2 separate regions of the Mus musculus genome follow, and region 1 is linked to region 2. A link is a contact called in public Hi-C data. All regions are on one chromosome and are shown on one strand. Each heading gives the region's core, a stretch centred on a gene start, on an enhancer-like site or on the middle of the called end of the contact. The rest is flanking DNA. Distances are from core to core; before and after follow the strand shown. Region 1 has its middle 26 kb from the start of Gm5420. Region 2 has its middle 94 kb from the start of Aldh8a1.

The links. A called contact is a pair of places that touch in the nucleus more often than the background predicts.
Region 1: a Hi-C map of regulatory T cells shows a contact between it and region 2, with 1.5 times the contacts expected there. The contact joins two enhancer-like sites. A contact is called at or near these places in 1 of 15 datasets of contacts at CTCF or cohesin (large pre-B cells), 9 of 484 Hi-C or Micro-C datasets (B cells, CD4 T cells, bone marrow-derived macrophages and 5 more), 7 of 115 datasets of contacts at active chromatin or transcription factors (differentiating embryonic stem cells, embryonic stem cells, kidney and 3 more) and 1 of 9 other capture datasets (embryonic stem cells).

What each region holds. Positions count from the first base shown.
Region 1 is chr10:21,714,366-21,719,909 of GRCm38.p6, reverse strand. No RefSeq gene overlaps it. Among named protein-coding and RNA genes, the nearest start is that of Gm5420, 26 kb to the right of the region's middle. Within about 2 kb of position 2,054, at least 4 of the 459 cell types and tissues checked have an H3K27ac peak or open chromatin away from gene starts, as enhancers often do. A contact at or near this core is called in regulatory T cells, where this site is marked.
Region 2 is chr10:21,468,611-21,474,487 of GRCm38.p6, reverse strand. No RefSeq gene overlaps it. Among named protein-coding and RNA genes, the nearest start is that of Aldh8a1, 94 kb to the right of the region's middle. Within about 2 kb of position 3,832, at least 34 of the 459 cell types and tissues checked have an H3K27ac peak or open chromatin away from gene starts, as enhancers often do. A contact at or near this core is called in regulatory T cells, where this site is marked.

The DNA.
Region 1 (5,544 bases), core at 805-3,304, 250 kb before region 2:
TTCTTTATAAAAGTTAATATAAAAATAGTTCTGGGGCTGGAGAGATGGCTCAGAGGTTAAGAGCACTGATGCACTTCCAGAGGTCCTGAGTTCAATTCCCAGCAACCACATGGTGGCTCACAACCATCTGTAATGAGATCTGATGCCCTCTTCTGGCATGCAATCATATATGCGGGCGGAATATTGTAAAATAAATAAATAAATAAATAAATAAATAATAGTTCTGACAGTCATAGTTGCAAAACTAAGGAGAAAACACCTAGCAATGAGCAAGTGCTTTGTGCATCTAAAAGGTTAACTGGTACTGAGATGACTCAAATTGTCGTCTGGGAGACATGGTCACAAGAAACCACTCTGACACCCTTGCCCTAGTCTATGCCTCTGGCACAGGGTATGACCTAGTCTATCCTTACACCTCTATAATGTATAGCAAGATGAAGTATAGCATGGAAACAAGGGGAAGGGGGCAGAGCGTGTGAGGACCCCTCCCTGATGGGACCAGTGGCCCCTCCTTCCTTCTGCTGTTCCTGTTTCCTCACTTCTGGGCTAGGGTGGTTTCTCTACTTAACCCTCCATCTTCAACTCCTAGGTGAAGGGCCTTGGCTTGGCTGATTCCCAAATCAGAAAATAGCTTCCAGGGGCTGCGGTTCCCATTTACCAGATTTTTAGTTGTAAAATCCTTAATTACTAGGATCTTAATAAAGCCTGTGTTATCTTGTAGGTACTTTATATTTCACTTGTCTTTACAAACAACTTTGACGTTTCCAGTGTTTATAGATCAGTTGGTTGACACTGAAACAGGCGAACAGTTTTGCCTAAAGGCAAGTCAATTGAGCGAGCTTAGGAACCGACTCTGGTTTCTCACTGTTTTAACCGTTTAATTAACACTACAGAGAAACAACTCCACCATCATCACCATCTGCCACAACTTTCTTGTTCTTATCCCTCCTCTTCTTCCCCATTCTCCTTGTCCTCTTCCTCCTTCTTCTTACCATGTCGGCTCTTAGTGAATACTATTAAGTCATTAATATTTGACAAAAGTGTATTTAATTGAGTTACTCTGTTGTTCTGTGTCTGCTAGAAGGAGTTCAAAATGTAGTGTGAAGACAGAAAGGAGCAGATTCTAACAGGTATCTCCATGCAGAAGGTGACAGTGGAAGAGACGAGCAGCCACCAAAGCAGCTTCTCAGACTGTGGGCACAGGCGACCTGTAGGGTCAGGTGAGAGCAGTAAGATGCCATGGGAGAGCTGATGCCGGTCAGCTGCTTACGGAGCAAAAGAGAAGGTGGCTGATGAAGCAGCCTAGCCACAGCTGTGGCCCCAGGAAAGGACGTGATTGTGTCCAGGACTGTTTGCCATTTCATACAACCTGTAGGTGAAGCTCGAGTGAGAAGCAGCGACTGCAGAGTTAAAGATGGCAAGTCACAAGAGTCCTTGGTGCTTGCTTAAGGGGCTTAAATTTTCTCCTCAGGCAAAGGCAAGGCAGGCAGGGAGTTTAAGCTTCTTAAGGAAAGGGACTTCAATGTGCCAGTGTTTTGGAAAGATCACATAAACGGGATTACAGAGAAGAGAGAGCTAAGCTGCTGTTGCTATAACAGAGGCCTGGGAAGCAGAAAGCCTTACCCAGAGGAGGCAAAGAGGAGGAGGAGGAGGGCTGGGCTGACATCCCTGGCTCATTTCCATCAGTCAAAAAGAGATTTCTTTCTCTCAGTTCACTTTATTGGCGTAAGGAAAAGGAAGGAGTGGTACCCCGGGGCTTTCAGACTTGGACCTAAGCGGATGCCACTGGTGTTTTGTGAGCAGAGAGTGCCCGAATGGCAGGCAGATGCCCATCCAAGCCCTCTGCGTGCCTAACAACAAAACTAGAGACTGATCAACAGGTGTCCAAGCATGAGCACAGATGTGATTGCATTGTTCTTTGACTTGAGTAGCTATACTTCCATTTAGTCTTTTGACTACACTGTGATTGCCTGATTAGTAACTGCTGATACACAGCTTCAGAAACTATGACACTGGCCGGATGATACGTCACCCTTTAACAAAAGCCATCTTTATTGGCCACATGAAAGCTACTGTTTTTCAAAGAATAGAAACAGATACATGTGCATAAAGTCTTGCCTTCCTCCCTGCCCTTTCCTGTCCTTAGTCTTTTGTCTTTTTCTTTTCTCCCCTTCCCTTCCTCCATTTCTCCATTTTTCTTGCCTTGTGCTCTTGTCTCCTCCCCTTTATCTTCCTCCTCCACACCATTATTGATCCAGGAGAAACTCGCTCTCCACCTGAGCTGACTCCACGACTGAGTATCCTGTGAGCACCGGGAGCTCTCAGACCTGGAACGAGACAGACTTTGCTATTGAGCTTAGCAGTCTCATGGAAAGTCCCATCGAATACCCCTTTCACCACCTCCTGCTCATCGCATGACCCACACTTCACCTTCTGTGGCCTGGATTGATTACATTCTCTTCCCAGCTGGCATGTAGAGATCACCTCATGGAAAGAAGTTTAAAAATAATTGTACGTTCATTGGACATGGCAGCGTCCTGGTGGGAAAGGACATAGGCAAGAACAGAGATACTCGTTTCTACTGGTAAGAAAGTGCTTTAGGTACCAAACAAAGCCAGAGGAAGACCAAGGTTGATAGAGATCTCTGACTTTGAGTAAGATGACATTCTTTAGTTGACAATGAAGCAGTTTGAGTGTGACCCTTTGGAGGATTTTTAGTGGCTGCTCTGCTATAATCAGCACAGGCTGTTGGAGAGAACCTGCCATACATTCACATTGTGAGTTTTATTGACTTGCTTTGAGAATTCGAAATTACTTCCTTTACTAGTCTTCAACGTCCTGACCGATCAATTTAGTAAGACTAGCTAGTAATTCACTAGAGCTTCTGGGAATTTGCATAGGTAACTTTGGTGAAACATTTCCCAATATAAATTTATTTTATTATTACCGCTTATTATCATGGACAATAATCTCAGTTTCAAAGGATATTTGATACATGAATGTTTATAAAAGCATGATACAAGAGAAAGTAATTTGTGGTGAAAGATGTTTTTGCAAAACCTTCTGGGATCTCTAAATTTCCATAAACAGGGAGCATTGTTAAGCTTGAGAGAGGATATTATCACTTACTACACAGTTATTTTCCACTCTATTCTTGGGAAACGAGTATCACGTAGATAGTTGGCAATGTGGTCAGAACAGAAAGTTGCACACAGTTCATATATATATATGTATGAACATATATCACAAATCACTCTCTTCTTTCTGGTGGACTTTACAGCAGATTAAATGGTATTAGGCCTCAGTTTGAGTACACAGAGGTCTGAAAATCTGTTCTTCTTTGAAATATGGTTTTATTAGAATGCAACTATTTTAATTTTTGTATATTTTTTATTGATACATGTATGTGTGTGCATGTGTGAGTTTATGTGCACCATGTGGATTCAGGAGGGAGCTCACAGAGAAAAGGGTATCAGATCTTGGAGCTGGAGTTACAGACAGTTATGCACATGTCTGTGTACCATGTATGTATGTCTATACATTTACACATGAATGCACACACACACACACACACACACACACACACACCAGGTACTACAAACCAAACTCAGGTCCTCTGCAAGAGCAGTACATGCTCTTAGCCACTGAACCATCTTTCTAGCTCTGTAAAAACAGGTTCTTTCTTCTAGCATACACTCAATTCCTGTAGTCTCCCCTCCCCCAGCCTGAAACCTGCTTGCTCGGGGTGGAGCTTCCTGCTCATTCGTTCTGCCACGCCCACTGCTGGAACCTGCGGAGCCACACACGTGCACCTTTCTACTGGACCTGAGATTATTTGGCGGGAATCGGGTCCCCTCCCCCTTCCTTCATAACTAGTGTCGCAACAATAAAATTTGAGCCTTGATCAGAGTAACTGTCTTGGCTACATTCCTTTCTCTCACCACCTAGCCCCTCTTCTCTTCCAGGTTTCCAAAATGCCTTTCCAGGCTAGAACCCAGGTTGTGGTCTGCTGGCCGGACACAACAAATTCCTAACAGCAATATTGCTTAATTTTATTCTAGCTTCTGTACATCTACAAGGATAAAGATATGTATATAAATTTATGTAAATCAAGGTCATTGGAAATCACGATCTTTTTATATTTTTAGTATCAGATGGCTGCTGAAGCCATGGTCTGGCAGTATATTTGGATACCTTTCAAGTTTTGGGGCTTTGTTAAAAAGGATTATTTAAACAAACAAACCCAACATTTTTGAATGAATTCAGTATAACCTAGAGCTTTGCCTCCAGGCAGGAAAGTCTGACTCACTGGGGATAATTGCAAACCTGTGCACACAATCCATGTAACTAGACTAAATATGAACGGAATCAATATTAAGACATTTCCTCTCAATAATGATAACTGGATCTTAGAAGCATTTCAGCAATAAATAGCCATGGTTTAATTTCTTTAAAAAATATATGTGGCGAATCCACACCCCTATGAGACATAATAAATGACTTAATGTTCAACTCACTAGAGAGATTAATGTCCATCTAGTTTAGCAAATAGAATACACACACACACACACACACACACACACACACACACACAAAGAGAGTACGTTGGCTGATGCCTTTGGTCATTCAGATGATGGTTAACCTTGCAGACTCCTAGAGAGAGTTGGGTACACATAGGGGTTATCCCAATACGGTCTGTAAAAAGCCCAAAGGGAAAGAAACTTCTAGATCATACTGCCAACTCCCAACTAGCAAGTCTCATTTGAGAACAGGGGGGTAATTGTTCTGATATTGCAGAGAGCCACATGGGAACAAAGTTCACAGTGAAGAATATGGGCAATAAAAACAGTTGGTGTTAGGGTACGAGGACAGGGGTGGGGGTGTGAATCTCGGGTTTATACTTAGAATTTATTTAATGCTATTTGTATTTTAAAAGTCTTGCTTCATGTGTAAATGCTTACACATGAAGAAGCTTTAGTTATGTGAATGTCAACTAATATTTATTTTGTACCAGTTGTGCATTGCTTTCAGTCATGTCTACATAAGCTTTGTGGTAGGAGTATACATTGTGGATTCCTTGGGACCACAGACACCAAAAACGAAGGTGAAAGTTATATTTTAATCATGAGATCAAACTATTAAAATTACTCAAAAAATCATATAGTGAATTTTAGAATTTCTGCAATTGAAAATCATCATAATACCTAAAGACATGTCATATTTCTTGGCCTTCACCCTCTTCTCCTACCTTGAACTACCATTGCTAAGCCAATCTTCCCAAAGACCAGCTTCCTCCCAAAATTCTGCTAACACCTTCAGTTCCTCTCCCTGGACACTCCACAGTTTTGCCTCCTGATGCCTGCTATAATTGGGTCCCATATTAACCACACAAGCATCTCTTCTACCTCACCTGTGCTAACTTCAATCTGTTAGTTTACTTTTCATACTATTCAACACAAGGTCTGGACTTGAGCCCAACTTATGAGCTGTTACGGGCTAAATATCTCTTATCTGAAATTAGTGGGACCAGGGGCTGGTGAGATG
Region 2 (5,877 bases), core at 2,583-5,082:
GAGCAGGCAGCATCTGGCTTTCTGCAGGCTAGCCACAGGGGAATGGATGGCCTGGGAAGTGTGAGCAGCTTGGCAGCAAGCTGGCAGGCGGGAATCCAACGGGAACTAGGGCAAGACCACCGACTTAGCCAGACTTAGCGAGGTTTGATTTTTTTTTTAAACTACATGCTATAATACATGCATAGCCAAACGTATTCCTTCCTTGGTCTTCAAGTAAGAAACCCTACTGAAATGTGAGAAATCCTTAAAATGTTTCCTTTTTTATTACTAAAAGGGTTTTTAAAATAGGTTTTAAAGGTCTGGAGCTTAAAGATCTACTCAAGCAGTTAAGAGGAATATGGGCTTTCCCAGAGGATCCCAGTTCAATCCCCAGCACCCATGTGGCACCTCGCAACTGTCTGTAACTCTAGTCTCAGGGGATCTGACACCCTCTTCTGGCCTTCTTGGGCACCAGTTACACACATGTGTGTATATATGCAGGCAAAACACTCATACACATGAAAATACACAAGTTTTTTTAAAAAAAGATTTTATGTAGAAACTTCTTTTTTTAATTTTTTAATTAGGTATTTTTCTCATTTACATTTCCAATGCTATCCCAAAAGTCCCCCATACCCCCCCCCCAACTCCCCTACCCACCCACTCCCACTTCTTGGCCCTGGCGTTCCCCTGTACTGAGGCATATAAAGTTTGCACGACCAATGGGCCTCTCTTTCCAATGATGGCCGACTAGGCCATCTTCTGCTACATATGCAGCTAGAGACACGAGCTCCGGGGGGTACTGGTTAGTTCTTATTGTTGTTCCACCTATAGGGTTGCAGATCCCTTTAGCTCCTTGGGTACTTTCTCTAGCTCCTCCATTGGGGGCCCTGTGATCCATCCAATAGCTGACTATGAGCATCCACTTCTGTGTTTGCTAGGCCCTGGCATAGCCTCGCAAGAGACAGCTATATCTGGGTCCTTTCAGCAAAATCTTGCTAGTGTATGCAATGGTGTCAGCGTTTGGGGGCTGATTATGGGATTGATCCCCGGGTATGGCAGTCTCTAGATGGTCCATCCTTTTGTCTCAGCTCCGAACTTTATAACTCCTCCCATGGGTATTTTGTTCCCAATTCTAAGAAGGGCAAAGTGCCCACATTTTGGTCTTCGTTCTTCTTGGGTTTCATGTGTTTTGCAGATTGTATCTTGTATCTTGGGTATTCTAAGTTTCTGGGCTAATATCCACTTATCAGTGAGTACATATCTGTACTCTCTCCTCCCCCAGGTCAATCCATTTGCCTAGGAATTTCATAAAATTCCTGAGTAGTAGTCCATTGTGTAAATGTACCACATTTTCTGTATCCATTCCTCTGTTGAGGGGCATCTGGGTTCTGGCTATTATAAATAAGGCTGCTATGAACATTGTGGAGCATGTGTCTTTCTTACCAGTTGGAACATCTTCTGGATATATGCCCAGGAGAGGTATTGCGGGATCCTCTGGTACTACTATGTCCAATTTTCTGAGGAGCCACCAGACTGATTTCCAGAGTGGTTGTACAAGCTTGCAATCCCACCAACAATGGAGGAGTGTCCCTCTTTCTCCATATCCTCGCCAGCATTTGCTGTCACCTGAATTTTTGATCTTAGCCATTCTGACTGGTGTGAGAGGGAATCTCAGGGTTGTTTTGATTTGCATTTCCCTGATGATTAAGGATGCTGAACATTTTTTCAGGTGCTTCTCAGGTGAGAATTCTTTGTTTAGCTCTGAGCCCCATTTTTAATGGGGTTATCTGATTTTCTGGAGTCCACCTTCTTCAGTTCTTTATATATATATTGGATATTAGTCCCCTATCTGATTTAGGATAGGTAAAGACCCTTTCCCAGTCTGTTGGTGGCCTTTTTGTCTTATTGACAGTGTCCTTTGCCTTACAGAAGCTTTGCAATTTTATGAGGTCCCATTTGTCAATTCTCGATCTTACAGCACAAGCCATTGCTGTTCTATTCAGGAATTTTTCCCCTGTGCCCATATCATCGAGGCTTTTCCCCACTTTCTCCTCTATAAGTTTCACTGTCTCTGGTTTTATGTGGAGTTCCTTGATCCACTTAGATTTGACCTTAGTACAAGGAGATAAGAATGAATCAATTCGCATTCTTCTACATGTTAACCACCAGTTGTGCCAACACCATTTGTTGAAAATGCTGTCTTTTTTCCACTGGATGGTTTTAGCTCCCTTGTCAAAGATCAAGTGACCATAGGTGTGTGGGTTCATTTCTGGGTCTTCAATTCTATTCCACTGGTCTACTTGTGTGTCGCTATACTGGTACCATGCAGTTTTTATCATAATTGCTCTGTAATAAAGCTTTAGGTCAGGCATGGTGATTCCACCAGAGGTTCTTTTATCCTTGAGAAGAGTTTTTGCTATCCTAGGTTTTTTGTTATTCCAGATGAATTTGCAGATTGCTCTTTCTAATTCATTGAAGAATTGAGTTGGAATTTTGATGGGGATTGCATTGAATCTGTAGATTGCTTTTGGCAAGATAGCCATTTTTACTATATTGATCCTGCCAATCCATAAGCATGGGAGATCTTTCCATCTTCTGAGATCTTCTTTAATTTCTTTCTTCAGAGAATTGAAGTTCTTACTATACAGATCTTTCACTTCCTTAGTTAGAGTCACGCCAAGGTATTTTATATTATTTGTGACTATTGAGAAGGGTGTTGTATCCCTAATTTATTTCTCAGCCTGTTTATTCTTTGTGTAGAGAAAGGCCATTGACTTGTTTGAGTTAATTTTATATCCAGCTACTTCACCGAAGCTGTTTATCTGGTTTAGGAGTTCTCTGGTGGAATTTTTAGGGTCACTTATATATACTATCATATCATCTGCAAAAAGTGATATTTTGACTTCTTCCTTTCCAATTTGTATCCCCTTGATCTCCTTTTGTTGTCAGATTGCTCTGGCTAGGACTTCAAGTACAATGTTGAATAGGTAGGGAGAAAGTGGGCAGCCTTGTCTAGTCCCTGATTTTAGTGGGATTGCTTCCAGCTTCTCACCATTTAGAAACTTCTTTGTAGAGGATGGACATTATGGTACACACCTATAGCCTGCATACTTTGGAAGCTGAAATAGAAGTTCTACTATGAATTGGGATCAATCACTCTGGTCTATGCAACAAGTTCAAGCCAAGTGGGGCTACATAGCCAGACTCTGAAAAACACAAAGAATGGGGAATATTTAGGAAAATTTTTAGAATGGTTTAATTTTTATAAAAGAAAGATCATTAAATGAAAGTAATGCTATCCAGTGCTGCATGCTTTTTTTTTTTCCCAACCTGTCAACAAGCGATAATCTGTCACTATCTTTGACACTTAAGAAGGGCAAGATGAAGTCCAAGTTCATGTAGTAGCTCTGCAGATGTGCCCAGTGAACGGGTCCTCGCCACAGCCACCAGCGTCAGACAGACCTGCCTCCTCGAAGCAGGATGGGCTGTGCTTCTTATTATCATCATTGCAGAAGGCAGTGAATGGGCCTTTGCCTCAGCCACCAGCGTCAGCCCGACAGATCTGCTTCCGTTAAGGATCTGCATCCCGGAAGAAGCACAGCATGGGCTGCGCTTCTCCTCGTCATGGCGACCGGCAGATTTCTCACCACCTTCGTCGCCATCACAACTTCAAAATGGTCCTACTCCGCAGCACCAGATTCACATCCAAAACATCTTGAGTTGACTCTGACATGCATACATGCATGATCGATTTTAGAAATTGACATATTTTTTATAATCTGATACGTCTGGGCTGTGACTCATCGGCTTTCATTTCACACGCACTGCTTTGGGAGTCCGCGTGAGCGGTAGCAGCTCGGCTGCAGCTGTTAAAACTTTACAACTACACTTCTTATGGTGCTTTGTTTGAACGGATGGTGGCAATGTTACTGTTTTTATATTTAAAGAACAACCTAGTAATTTTTATATTTCATTATTTCATCTTCTAATTTTAGAAATTACTCTCAGCTTCTGCTGTTACCCTGGTCTTTTAGTAGCTTTTCGTTGAGCATTTTCAAGTTTGACCTGACTGGAGGAAGACAGTTTGAGTGCTTAAAGCACAAAGCATCAGAGGAAAAGGAGAAAGCTAAGAGGAGGGGGGTAGGTAGAGAAGAGAAGGGGGAAGAGGAGGAAGTGGGGAGGGCAGGAAGAAGAGGAGGAGGGGAAGGAGGGGGGAGGGAAGAAGGAGGAGGAGGAGGAAGAAGAAGAGAAACCTTGATAAAAACGGATTACTGAGCTCTGATCTTGGATAAAACTGGATTACCAGTGGCTGAACTTTGTACCCTGCACTGTCCCACACTAAGCTACTTGGCAAGCACCCAGCATCTCAGTTGCTAAAAGACTGAGAGTGTGCCACCTCAGTCCTGTCCCCTTCTAGCCCCCAGTGTCTCATTTTGATACCTGCAATAATGACCCACACTAGTCTCACCTTAAACTCATTCCAACAAAGGGCTATGATGTCCACTCTGCTTAAAGTATTCCTGGTGTTACATAGTAGAAAGTGCTGGTTTCACAGATTGCTGTCTGCTCTAGTTTTCTTTATGTTGTTGTGATTAAAAACACACTGACCAAAAGCAACTTGGGAGAGTAAAAGGTTTGTTTCATTTTAGGGGTTACAGTCCATCACTGAGAAAGTCAGGGCAGGAACTTGAGCAAGACTTTGAGGTAAAAACCATCAGGTGATGCTATTTGCTGGCTTGCTGGACATACGTTTAGCTAGAGTTCTTTCTTTTTTAACAAGAAATATTTTCGTGCAATGTGTTTCTCCTCTGACTCCTCTCAGATCCTCCATATCTCCTTTCCCACCCAACGTAAATGCTTTTTCCCTCCCTCTCTCTTTCAAAAGAACCAAAAGCAAAGCAAACAAAATCCTCAAAAATGAAAATCAAAACAAACAAGCAAAGGACCAAAAAGATGGAAAAAAAAAAAAGCCAAAACAAAAAGTCAACAAAAAATATCTATTGACTTTGTTTTGTCAACTACTCCCGGGCATGGGTCTATCCTGGAGTGTGGTTGAGATACTTACTCAGTGGAATTCCACTGGAGAAAAACTGAGGGTTTTTTTTCCCTTTGCCAGTGGGTATCAGCTGCAAAGAGGTTCTTGGCTAGGGGTGGGACCCTAGATCTCCTTTCCTGTCTCATGCTGTGATTCCATTAGCTATCTCTCTTATATAGTCCAGAACTGCCTGTCTGTGGAATGGTGTTACCCACAGCGGCCTGGGTCATCCTGTTAGACATGCCCAAAGACCAACATGATAAAGACAATTACTCAATTGAGATTTTTTTTTCCAGGTAATTGTAGGCTGCCAAGTTGACGATTAATTCTAACTAGGACACTAACCGTTGTGTGTGTGTGTGTGTGTGTGTGTGTGTGTGTGTGTGTGAAATCCTCTCCTCTCCAGACAGCTTAGTCTTTATCATCTCTTGAACTCTCCTTAGGCTTTGCAGACAGGCCCATGCTTTAAGTATATATAAGTTTTGGCTAACACAAGGTTCTGCTGATCTCTGCTCACTTTCCATTCAATTAATGGTAATATGTTCTGGGCATCATAAGCCATGCGGACCCACGCAGCCCTGCAAAGAGGTGTCGGAGCCTTAGACCCAGGACGGCGGTGCTTGGTCAGTGTTAGGTCTTCCCCACCTGACTTGTCATTAGTGAACAATGATAAACAGCCCCATGACACCCAGCTCTGTAGACTTCCCGTGGCCTCCTGGATGAACGTGGGGCATTATCACCTAGCTCAGAAAAATAACCTTACTGATGACTGACTATATTTCCACACATCTCTAGCTGGAGTACACAGAAATGGCACCTGAACTGCCAGGTGTTTCCTCTAAGCATGTCCCAGGGGCATC